Linked DNA regions of Larimichthys crocea: region 2 is linked to region 1. Evidence: chromatin contacts called from public Hi-C data. All regions are on one chromosome and are shown on one strand. Each heading gives the region's core, a stretch centred on a gene start, on an enhancer-like site or on the middle of the called end of the contact. The rest is flanking DNA. Distances are from core to core; before and after follow the strand shown.

The links. Hi-C and Micro-C count contacts between places; a contact is called where the count stands out from the background.
Region 2: a Hi-C map of muscle shows a contact between it and region 1, with 4 times the contacts expected there. The contact joins the promoter of slc17a6b here to the promoter of lin7c in region 1. A contact is called at or near these places in 3 of 7 Hi-C or Micro-C datasets (all in muscle).

What each region holds. Positions count from the first base shown.
Region 1 is chrVIII:10,833,440-10,839,395 of L_crocea_2.0, reverse strand. It overlaps lin7c (lin-7 homolog C (C. elegans)), which reads left to right and starts at 3,462. Exons shown (of 6, transcript XM_027281521.1): 1 at 3,462-3,669; 2 at 5,069-5,187; 3 at 5,302-5,373; 4 at 5,454-5,663. The coding sequence starts at 3,633. It overlaps bdnf (brain-derived neurotrophic factor), which reads left to right. Exons shown (of 2, transcript XM_027280979.1): 2 at 1-524.
Region 2 is chrVIII:11,186,117-11,192,210 of L_crocea_2.0, reverse strand. slc17a6b (solute carrier family 17 member 6b) reads left to right here and starts at 4,062. Exons shown (of 12, transcript XM_010731227.3): 1 at 4,062-4,838. The coding sequence starts at 4,765. It overlaps ano5b (anoctamin 5b), which reads left to right. Exons shown (of 21, transcript XM_019260757.2): 21 at 1-1,916.

The sequences.
Region 1 (5,956 bases), core at 2,213-4,712:
TTTGTATATATACATAACAGGGTAAATTATTCCGTCAAATGAAAATTTTATGGACTGCATGTAAAAAAAGATGAAGTTTATACAGTAAAAGTGATACTACAGTCTATTTATTGAACATATTCATGACCTTGTAAACAATTAAAAAAAATCTGATCAGTCATTTGCGCCCAGTTTAAATTACTATATCACATTCCTCAAGACATTGTGATTTGTTTACGTTGCCAAGAATTAGAAAAAATGAAGGAAAAAAAAAACAGGCAAGGAATGAGAGAGGACAGTTCCATCTTCAAAAGCTTGCATGCTGCTTCAATTGTGAATCGAGAAATTCTCCACTTACAACAAAAAAGGATATGATGCTGACCAAAAAACATTCCGTTTACATATTCAGCAGAAAAACAACAACTTTCCTCTCAAGTAATTTATCTGTTTACTGTTCTAAACTTCTCAAGGTAATGTTGGAATTACATACTATGTCAAGGTGCTGTTGTCAAAGCTTTGCTGTTTATTTTTTTATCCCACCAGAGGACAAGATATATATAAAAAAAACTATATATATATATATATATATTAATATATATATATTATATATTATATATATATATTATATATATAAGACTTATTCATTAAAATGTTTCTGGGTTAATATTATTCATTTTGTATGTTGTGAAGTTGTTTGCAATATTAAACTGAAATATTTGAAGAAATAAAAATGACTATAGGCAACTGAAAAACAAAATCAATGTCGATAAAGTTTCAACAGTGCATTTCCAGGCAGGATAGACTTTATTATACAGACAGGCAGGCAGGCAGGCAGGAAGGAAGGAAGGGAGAGAGGAAGGCAGGCACACACTCATATATACACACATGCATGTGCTTCACGAACGCTGCCAATAATGACCAAATTAAAATCATGAACGACCAGGATGCTCAATAATAGTGAATGTAGTTATTTTAAAACTTTACGGGCTACAAGAAAAGTTTTAAGTAGCCAAGGAGTGAATGTATTGGGTTACACATAGCGACAGTAATAATGAGAGTGGGTGCATATTTTGCAGCTCTATCATGTGGAAAAATGCTCCTGAACCCCTTCCTGCTCCACACCAACACATTACTGGAATACAATAACTATGATACATATGAGACCTTGACATATATACATATACAGGTCTACAGCCAGCTGCATACATGATATTTCACAATTACATGAACTTTACATCACATGAGAAGCGCCTACACATACAAGAGAAGACTAGTATAAGTAGGGTATGATGGACATTAAGCATGCCTGAGTTTGACAGTGATGGATTCACCCACCCATACGTTTGTGTACATTGAATATATACATCCAAAAATGTTTTATTAGTGCATGGTAATCCCACCTTTAAATCTTTTCCTTTCTTAATGCAGCATACATTCACGGTGACCAAAAGGGGAAGGTTATGGTTTGGTATTTGGGTTAAAAGATAAGTGCAGCTTCATATAAACATTCCCTGCAGCACATCATAACTTAGTGCATTACATAGTGACAACCCCTTTCTTGCCAAGCCTAGATGCCACAGTTTAAGGCCGTAGCAAGATGACAATAAAACTACGAAACACTTCCAAATTTACCCATAATATGACATATTCCATATATAAAAAGGAAGCTACGAACCTTCATCAAAACCTTCAGTGATGTTTTGATCCTCATTTTACTTCTTCTTCTTCTTCTTCGTCAACCTGAAGGTAAGTGTCACCTCCTGAAGAGAACCGGATGTGCCATTTTGAGATCTGGAAAGAACAAACAGCTGAAAAGAGAAAACCTTTTTTTTTTACATGCACAGAGGAAAGATGTTCCACTTTCTTCTTCTATTTCTCTCGGATCCTCCAGAGGAGGCTGATGAAGATGCTGTAAGTTCCTTTTCTTATACAGAAGCTGAGAACAAATAGAGAGTCTTTACGCCGCCACCTGAGAACGATGGCAAGCATGCAACATCGAAAATGATCCAATCTTTGTGTCACTGCGACACACATCACATAAGAAGTAAAATGATCCAAAGTCATTTGATTATAGAACAGCAGTTGTTATGCCACCTCAAGATAGAACTGGAAAGATTTAGTAAAATCTGATTAACATGTCTGAGCACTGACACATCTGCAATGTATTTAAGACATTCTGAGCAACACCATTCATCATGAGCTGAAGCTTCGGGCTATTTTTCTTTAAGATTAGGTAATAGGAAGTTGACATCCACTAATCAGTTATTAAAGTAGAAGGACAAAGTAACTGAAATCACGGGTGTCTTTAAACCAGGATAAAGCTCATGTTTGCAGAAAAAGTCAGCCCGTGTCATCTTTTGTGATCATAAATCATGCATGTGAATAGATCTCACAGTGAGATGTAGTATTTCTTTAAGCCAGAGATGTGGATAAAGCTTAACGACAAAAGACAAGAGGGAAAATCTGAACATTTTTCACACAATCAATGAGCCTTTTGTGTTTAACAGAAGGGCAAAAATTGCATTAAATGTGGGTGCTACATTCAAGTGTGTTGTGCTTCTGACCACCCCCACCAGCACTCATCCAGTGACGTCACAGAAGGTGTTGTTTTTTTTTCTTCTTTTTTAAAATCTGCTGTCAAAAACAGACACTTTGTATGTCATCACCAACTGGGGTGTGGTCAGAAGTGAATCATACTCGAAGGTTTCAGCTCTCACAGAGAGCAGTGCAGCAGCAGCAGCAGTGTTTCTGCAGACTCCTTGTACTAGATTGTCAAGCTGAGCTATGGCAGCCAAACAGTGGAGGGCAGCAGAGAGAGCATTCCTCCCAGGTGTCAGCAGAAAGCCAAAGAAGGTTCTGGCTGCTCCCCTGTCACCAATACACAGGGCAGAGTGTGACAGTCCCCCTGATCTGAGAGGAGACGGTGAATGATGCAGTAACCCGCAAGTGACTGAGTAAAAAAAACTTATATATATAATATATATATTAAGTATAAAAATAAGGAAAGGAAATATGTACCCAGGCACTAAACATGTAGGAAGAAGAAGAAAAGAAATAACTTCTATTGTTCACTACAATAAGATGATATTGTGATATATTGATGTATGATATCTATAAATACTATCTACAAATAGATGAGGTTTCTGTCTTATTTGATCATATATACTCATATCTAGACATTATTTTAAGATAAATCAAGTGAAACACTGACTGATTCATGATACTTGAAGATGATGCCTTCACTGTCGGCTCACGAACATCCGTCACCTCCTGAAAACAACGCGCTGAGTTTTTTAATATTATTTTATTATTCATTGAGATCAAGACCTCTTTCACAAAGGTGACCTGGTCAAGAAAGGCAGCAGCACACGTCATAGTGGTAAAAAAAACAGAGAGTAACACACAGTTATAGATAGATTACCAATTTAAAAGCAGAGGCACTTGTTCAAAAGATTTCCAAAGGCTTCTCCGCTTTACGAGGATTACGTGAACGCACCATGACACTGGCCGCTAGCCTAGCCCGGCTAACTTTGCTAATCTGATTTATCGTCTCGGTTTAGCGCACGTAACGCCAGCCCAAGATTACCACGTTTAGTTTTTTTTTTTTTTTTACTTATCCACCGTTTAACGCCAAACCTCCACCCGCTTGAAGGATGGCATCGCTCGGGGAGCCTGTGCGGCTGGAAAGAGGTGAAGTTAAAAATCGGCTAGCTTTAGCGTTAGCTCGGAAATATTTGTTGTGATTAGCAGGGAGACGTTAGCCTAGCTCCGCTAGCGTTAGCTCGTTGTTTCCGACAGCGTAGTGTCTCATTTAGCCGGTTAATGCAGCTTTAACGATGTTTTGTAAATAGTTAACGTGTGTTGCTTTTGACTGAGTGTGCACACTGTTAGCACGGAGCCAAAACTAACGAGAGTTTACAGGCTGCATTGTTTCTCCTTGCGCACCAGCTAACTGGCTAATAACAACAACAGAGCTGGTTTGTCATGTTTGGTTAAATTAAAACCTTTGTACACTTCTGTCACACCAGCCTCATCGTAGTTACCAACAAGGACGAGCAGGAGGAAATATTTACAACAACAACGTGAATAGACTTTTATTCATTCTCAGCCACAAAAGCTTCAATTAGCTCCCGCTGTGTGAAAACAATCATTTATCTAGCTTTTTAAAAAAAACAAAACACGTTTGTTATAATGGGCTTCGGAAAACACGTGAATACAGCTGTGGCTAATTATTTAATTAATAGAGGGGACAGTGGCAATTAGCATGAGCGGATTAAGACGCTGCTGACTATTGAAATATAATATCAGCTAAAATCAGGTCATAATTTACAGTCACTGCACATTTCTCCTTTCTTACTTTGCACCAAATCACCACTGCCAATTTGCTGTATATACTTTTGTACAATATATTTTATTTACTATTGCTTTTTTGATATTTTCTTATGTACAGTTTGTTCTTTATATTTTTATTCTTATGTTGTCTGTCGTCACTGTGTGTAATGCTGCTGCTGTAATTTCCCAGCTTGGGATAAATAAAATCTATCTATCTATCTATCTATCTATCTATCTATCTATCTATCTATCTATCTATCTATCTATATTTACACACAGTATAAGCAGAATATGGGGGGCAGGTGGCTTGTTGATGTCATTTCAGATGGTTGTTATATATTTTGACAGCTGCTCATGTTTGTTTGGCAATTACTTATTTGTGAAACATCAAGCTAATGATCCCCAACCTTTGACTTTATGAAGGTGTCATATATCATTTTGCACTGTGTGATCCAGTGGCAGGCGCCGTATTGATTTAGTATATAGTTTCACAGTTTCTTTATGTATGGTAAATAAATAAACAGCGCCGTAAACCACAAGCTTCCTCACAGAGACATGGTGTTAATGCTATTAATAAAAACTACATTTTAATGATTCACCATTAATCGTTGTCATTCATTAAGGGGTGACACTGAGTGTTGGTTTACAGTCAAATTCTTGATTTGTAGTGTTATTTTAGCGCTGATTAAGCATCGATTGACCGTGTGAATGTCTCCATTTGCAGATATAAATGTGGTGTGTGTGTTCTTGTTGACAGATATTAACCGTGCTGTTGAACTGCTCGATAAGCTCCAGAGGACGGGGGAGGTTCCTCCCCAGAAGCTGCAGGCGCTGCAGAGGGTCTTACAGAGTGAATTCTGTAACGCTGTCAGAGAAGTGAGACACTTTGCCTACGTTGTCCTTTTAAACGCTCACCTGTGAGGTGTCCTTATTTGACTTTTATAGTTAATCTTATGTATTACTTAATGTAACAAAACAATGTCCCTTCAGGTTTATGAACATGTGTATGAAACGGTGGACATCAACAGCAGTCCCGAGGTCAGGGCCAATGCCACAGCTAAGGTAGGCCCCTTAAACTGTGTGTTAAATGCAGTAATTACAGTGTGTTTGCAAACGTTTAACACCACTCTGTGTATTTGTAGGCCACTGTGGCAGCTTTCGCAGCGAGCGAGGGACACTCACATCCACGTGTGGTGGAGCTGCCCAAGACAGAAGAAGGCCTGGGTTTCAACATAATGGGTGGAAAGGAGCAAAACTCACCAATATACATCTCACGGATCATCCCAGCAGGCATCGCTGATCGACATGGAGGCCTGAAGAGGGGCGACCAGCTTCTCTCTGTCAATGGAGTGGTACGTTTAATTCACTCACAACAGAATCAGAATCAAATGTCAGATTTGAAGCTTTGGCATGACACACACTTAAGTCTGATGGCAGGTACACATTTAACAGACGAGTCATGCATCTCCACATACAGTAAAATACAGTGCATGAAGGCTAAGCTGGTGTTTTTGTAAACTCAGCTTCATTATCCACCAGGTGATGAAATAAACACTTCAGCACACTGAGCTAGAACAAAGCAGCAGATGTAGTTCGTCTGGTAGAACTACATCTTAAAGGTACACTGGGAGGAGTTTATGTAAAA
Region 2 (6,094 bases), core at 2,813-5,312, 350 kb before region 1:
AGAACAGCCATATACAAGGGCTTCTGTCTTTGGGATAAAAACTATAATGCTGAATGGACAGACTGACATTTTATGCCATTATAAAAATGTTGTTGGAAGGTGCTAAGATGGAAAATGGCAGAAATGTGCAAAAAGGAAACTTCAGCTTGTATCATCACCTGTGTAATGCCTTCAAACTCTCCTTTTGTCATGAATGAAAACAGTAATCTCTGTATGTGCTGATAGAGTTAAAGTTTGTGGTGTTGAACCTGTGACATTAGGTGTATGTACCCTTTAGTGCCGTGGTCATGGTATCACCCATTTTATTTTCATTTTATTTTTCTTTCAAGACAAGATCTGTGTCAGTTGTTAACATGTTTGAATCATTTTAAGGATAGATGTTATACATCACATATCCCCTTTCTGTCTTTAACTATGAATGTAGAAAACACTCAAATTTTCTCCAGAAAATTTAAATATATCAAATATGAAACACATCTATACATATGTTTACTTCCATTGATCTATAGCTGGGCTATAATATTGGCAGTTTAGTGTGTTGTGTTTGGAGAAACTGTGCATTTGAGAACCAAGTACCTCCATCATCATGCTGCAGTCAGATGAGACGTGTGGTGTTATTCCATCCATTCCAGCCTGACTGCAACTGTGATATGTTGAGACCGAATCTGCAGGCTCATGTCTCCTCTTCCAAATGAATTTTTCCAACTTGCTGCGGGACCAATTATAAGATTTCTATCAAAAGAAGTGACTACATGAAGAAAATGTTGTTAGATCTCTCGGTAGATCTTCTGTTTTAATACAATCAATTTGCTTGAGAGAGTTCGGGCTGATCGTGTGTGTTGGCTTTGCTCCTCCTTGTGTTACTCATGGATAATAAATGGCCTATATTTGGTTTCAGATTTCACATTATTGGTGTCTCTATTCAGTGTAGGCATTATAGTCAACAATTATAAGCTTCATTACAGAGAAAGAAGAACTGCTTGTACCCCGGTGGGGATACATGTGAGCGATGATCTGAGTGAAAATAATTACTCTGTAGCTGGTTAGTGGTGAGTTTTGCTGTAGATATAAAGAATGTGATATCTATTTAAATGGGTTGTAGTGCAATTAATTTATTGATCTGCTTCCGCTTTGTAGCCTGAAGCATTTGTGATAGTTACTTCATAATCTTTTTAAGATCAGTTTACTTATAACTCCTTTCCTTTTTTTCTTATTTTGTATTATTAATCACCTCATAAACAACCATCAAGCAGTGTTAGCTCCGTTCTTTGTGTACTTTTTATGCTATGAATTACTATTTTGTCAAGGGACCAGACAAGTAACACATTCTGAGGGAGATGGGATTACTTCACAGTAAATAAATCATTTATCAGAGACAGTATGTCTTTTTTTTTTAAATCTTCATAAAGCTTAACATGCATTTAGATTTATGTGTTTATATCAAATCTGTAATTTCCTCTATAAATGATCCAGATGTGATTCCACCTATCAGCAACTTCTATTAGACAGTCCAAAACTAAGCCTTGCTTACTCCGATCTCAGGATTAAACACCTTTGAATGTTTGTTGACCATCACTTGTTACATTCATACAGATGTCAGATGTGTGTATGATGTTCGAGCATGATCCTGCAAGGTGCATGAAGTATTTCCTGACTAACAATTGCCTTAAATGTCTGTGTTTACTTGTTTTTGTATGATTTTGTAATGACGTTTCCTATCTGAACTCAAAACCTGTCTCATATCATTTGTCGCTGCTGCTAGTCATTGTAAAGTAGCTGTTTTGTCAGGTTTGATGTGCATGAATTTCTGTGATGTAAATATTTGGCCAGTTATGTTCTAAGATCACTGTAGCCTAATGTGCAGAAATGCAGTAAAGCTGTTAATATTCACAATAAATCAGAAATAACTAGTTTCAGTCTGTTTTATTCGCTCATTGCCTATGCAACAGCTCAAAGACAAGTAACAAAGGTGCAGTATGTCTCGCTGTCTACCTTAGTTGTGTTTCTTTCTTCTTACCCATTTCTAACTCCTTTCCCACCTCAATCTTTCTCAGTCCTGGTCAACACATTCCCTCGTCCTCCTCCTCACCTTTATTTCATTCCCCAATCTCTCTAACCTGTTTTCTAAGTCAATGGCCAGATTGTTGTTGTTGCTTCATGTGTACCCTGTACCTGAGCCCATATCTGTGCCTGCCTGCCTGCCTGCCTGCCTGCCTGCCTGTACAGCGTATCTGTCCCATTCCTGCTCACCTGTGGATTATCAGCCACATCTGCTTTCAATAAATCACTAAACTGTTCCTGCCTGTTGGGATTGTCTGCCTTCCTACCCATTCCCTGCTGCCTCTTGTTCACCTGCCAGAGAAGGTAAAACAGATGTGACAGGCAAGGTCAAGAAAAAGCCATTTACTGTAAACCTTCCCCCAGTCTGAAGATCTCTGGACATGTAAGACATATAAAAAAAATAATAATAATAATAATAATAATAATAATAATAATAATAATAATAATCATAATAAATAATAAATGATGTCTAATAACTCTACTTGCAAATTCTTAAATGTACATCATCAAAAAATGCTGACAAAATATATCCACTGCACTGTTAACCTTAACTGAATTGTATTTTGTTATGCTTTGTGTATTTTGTGACAGCAGTTTGCAGCTTTCCGTCTCGCATCCATGACTTGCTACAAATGCCTGTTGTGAGTTGGGTAACAAACTATGTAGGAATAGTTCTTGAGATAACCTTCAAGAAGACTCACATTTCAGGGTGAAAAACAACTAAACTTTATTTTTTTGTAACCAAGTTAAAGGTTTCAGATCATGTCAGCCACAGGGCAGGGAGAATATAAATGTATGATACTTTTACTTCTCTTTGAATCACTTTGTGTGTGTGAGGATCTCTGACCTTTCGGCTGAAATACTTGTGACTTGGTTTTCTCTGAGTTGTATTCTTTGTAATGATATTCCTAAATATTGGAGTTGTATCATCATATTGTCTTCTTAACCTGATTTTATTCTTCCTCTGTTTAATGAATCAAAGACAATATTGGCGTAACTTTATGTGTTCATCTCTCACTGGAGTTTCCTCAACCCTGAACACAAGATGTCAGTGTCACTGAAATGTCCATTCTCAGTATTTCCAAAACAACATTTGTGTAAGTTGTATACTGGACCACAACTGAATGTCACAATATCATCTTTGCCCCACACAGGGACACTTTCCTTCTTCAACAGTGTGAAAACAGCCTTCTTGTGTTAAACTGTACAGAGAAGCTCAAACGTCGGATGAATAAACAATAATTACTGCACTTTAGGACTTGAAGACAAAGAAAATATTATATAAAACATCATTTAGGTCAATAAATTAAATGAAGAATGTTGCACTAGCTCAAACAGAGGAAGATGCAGTGTCACGAGTGACCACCAGATGGTACTCAATACCAACAAATGAAAAGAGCCGCTGATCTCTTTTCTCTTCTCTCTTTTGTCCAACATCTTTATTTTAAACTCCTGTTTTATCATGATTATGATCATGATTTAAAATTCATTTTATTTTTATCATAAACACCATTAATTATAGAATGTTTTTATTGAACTAAATTTTGCTCAAATCATATACTTTGACATTTAGTAGATATCTTCAAATATTAAAAAATGCTTTCAGATTTTTGTTCATGTCTCTGTGGGAAGATGTGTTTGTCCGGGAGGGGTAAAAATATGAGAGACGCTTAAATTATTGATGGATTCCTACGATGAGGAGAGGAGCTTCTTTGGGCGGAGAGGGGGTGGAGGGGATCCACTCCCTACACTGGTTTCCATAGCACCGCCCTCGGGAGACCTGCAGCTCTCATCCATGGAGTTGACTGTCCTTTCTTCATATTATTATTATTATTTAATACACGTTTACGCATAAAAACGCAAAATAAAAATATACAAATGAAGTTGCATTATATCTCACACCGTTCGTCTGCGACGTAAAGCGCCGGTCTGGACTATAAAACACCCCCCTCCACCCCTTTCACCACCACCACACCTCCCCAATGTTTTATGACATTTCCATCAGAAACACACTCATATATATATATATATGCATTAGCGCGTTATATTTTCACCGTGGCCTTCATTTACGCTCAGCAGCTGGCCAGATGTTGGACGCGAAACTGCTGTCGCTGACCTCGGTGCTGAACACGACGTCAGATGAACCTGCGCTCACCACAGGAAACACGATCCAGCCACACTCCCTCTTTGATTTATTGAAGCCACCTCAAACACCCACCTCTGCTTTCTAAACTTTGAGCGTTTTTAATTTTTCCATTCATCCTCTACCTCTCTCTCTCCATCTCTCTCTCTCTCTTCCTCTCCTCTTTTTTGTTGTTGTTGTTGCGGACACGGGTCCATCACGATCTACGACGCTGGCTATCAGTTTCACTCCTTTTTGTTTTCGTCGTGATGGCACTTGGCGCGGCTACTGTACGCCAGGCAGGAGATGAGTTGGTGGTGAATAAAGGCGCGCAGCTCGTTTGATTCCCATCTCTCTCTTTTTCTTTTTTTTTTCTTTTGGCGTTTTCGCTTCATTTCACTGTGAAAATTAGGCTCGTTCTTTTGGATCTTCGCCGACCTGGACTCACATTTATCATAACTTGATCGCGTGTTGTTGCGTGTTTTCCTTGTAGCCGCTGCGGTCGGCCATCCTGCGCCGTAACATGACGAGTAAGCAGTAAAATAATATCGAGAAATTAGGCCTACACATAGAAACTGGATATGGAGTCTGTCAAGACGAGAGCTACGGCGGGGGTGAAGGAATTTGCGGGGAAGGCCCTGGGTCATATGCACAGGTAAGGACGGGCTGTTTTTCATCGTGACTGGCGCGTGCCAATTATCCTCGTGTTTAAGTGTGAATATTGGCATTTTAAGGAGACACGCGAGTGAGGGTGGCGTGTAGGTCTGCACCACACCAAAAAAAAAAAATGTTTTTACAACTTGCAGAGATCTGTAGTCACGCCTCTATAAGTAAGAAGAAATTATGCAATCAAATGTTTGCCTGTGTGTGTGTGTGTGTGTGTGTGTGTGTGTGTGTGTGTGTGTGTGTGTGTGTGTGTGGATGGATGGATAAAAAAAAAAGCATGCGCGCACACACACACACACACACACTCGCACACTCAGTCCATCCTGATGCAGGGCCTGTACGTGAATCTCATTATCAGACAGGTTATACATGACGTATAGGCCACGCGCGAAATTTTGGGGGGATTCATTCATAATTCAAAACGCGTTTCATATTGTCTTTAAAAGCAGTGACGCACGCGTCGTGATCAACGTGCGTTTTGAAGCATTTCAGGATTCATGTTTGTAGTTTCAGCATGTGTGGTTGTAGACCCTCAGCTATGTTTGGATTGATTTCTTATGGATCCATTTTTGGTTTAAAATCTGAAGTAAATATCCATTAAAAGTGAATGCAAATGTATTGATGATGAGCTTGATGAAGTTTGGATTCAGAGGCTTCCAGAAAAAAAACGTGGTTGTTGTGTATTTTTTAAGCCTATAAATCCAGGCCTTATTGCAATTTCTATTTTATTCTAATTTATTCTGATCATAAGACATGTTGCTTTTCATTCGGTTTGCACACATGAGGATTTAAATATGCAGGATTTGCAGTGTGTGGCGAGTAAATGTGACATTCCTGTCGGGGGGGGAGGTAACAAAAAAAAAAAAAAATTGAGGAATGCCCACAGACGTGTGTGTCTGTGTGTCTGGAGGCTGGAGCTGCTGCTCGGTCCCGTGAATGCTAATGAGAAATGTGAAAGTGAGCGGGCTGCTGCAATGCGGTACACTGAGGAACATGTTCGCCTGTTTTCAGCACCACAGAAGAACTGTGTTCATTTTTTTTCTGATGTTATTTTCTTTAAAAATAAATACAGCTGAATGGATTTGATTTGAATTATCTGTTCTTGTCTGTGGAGTCATCTATCTTGAAGCTCTAAAACACAGCATGGAGGCCTCATTATTAGCCATACAGCTGGTTGATTGTGGTGAGATCTCAGATGGGCGCACAAACCTCCCCAAACACCCAAATATTCAGCCTATAATGAAA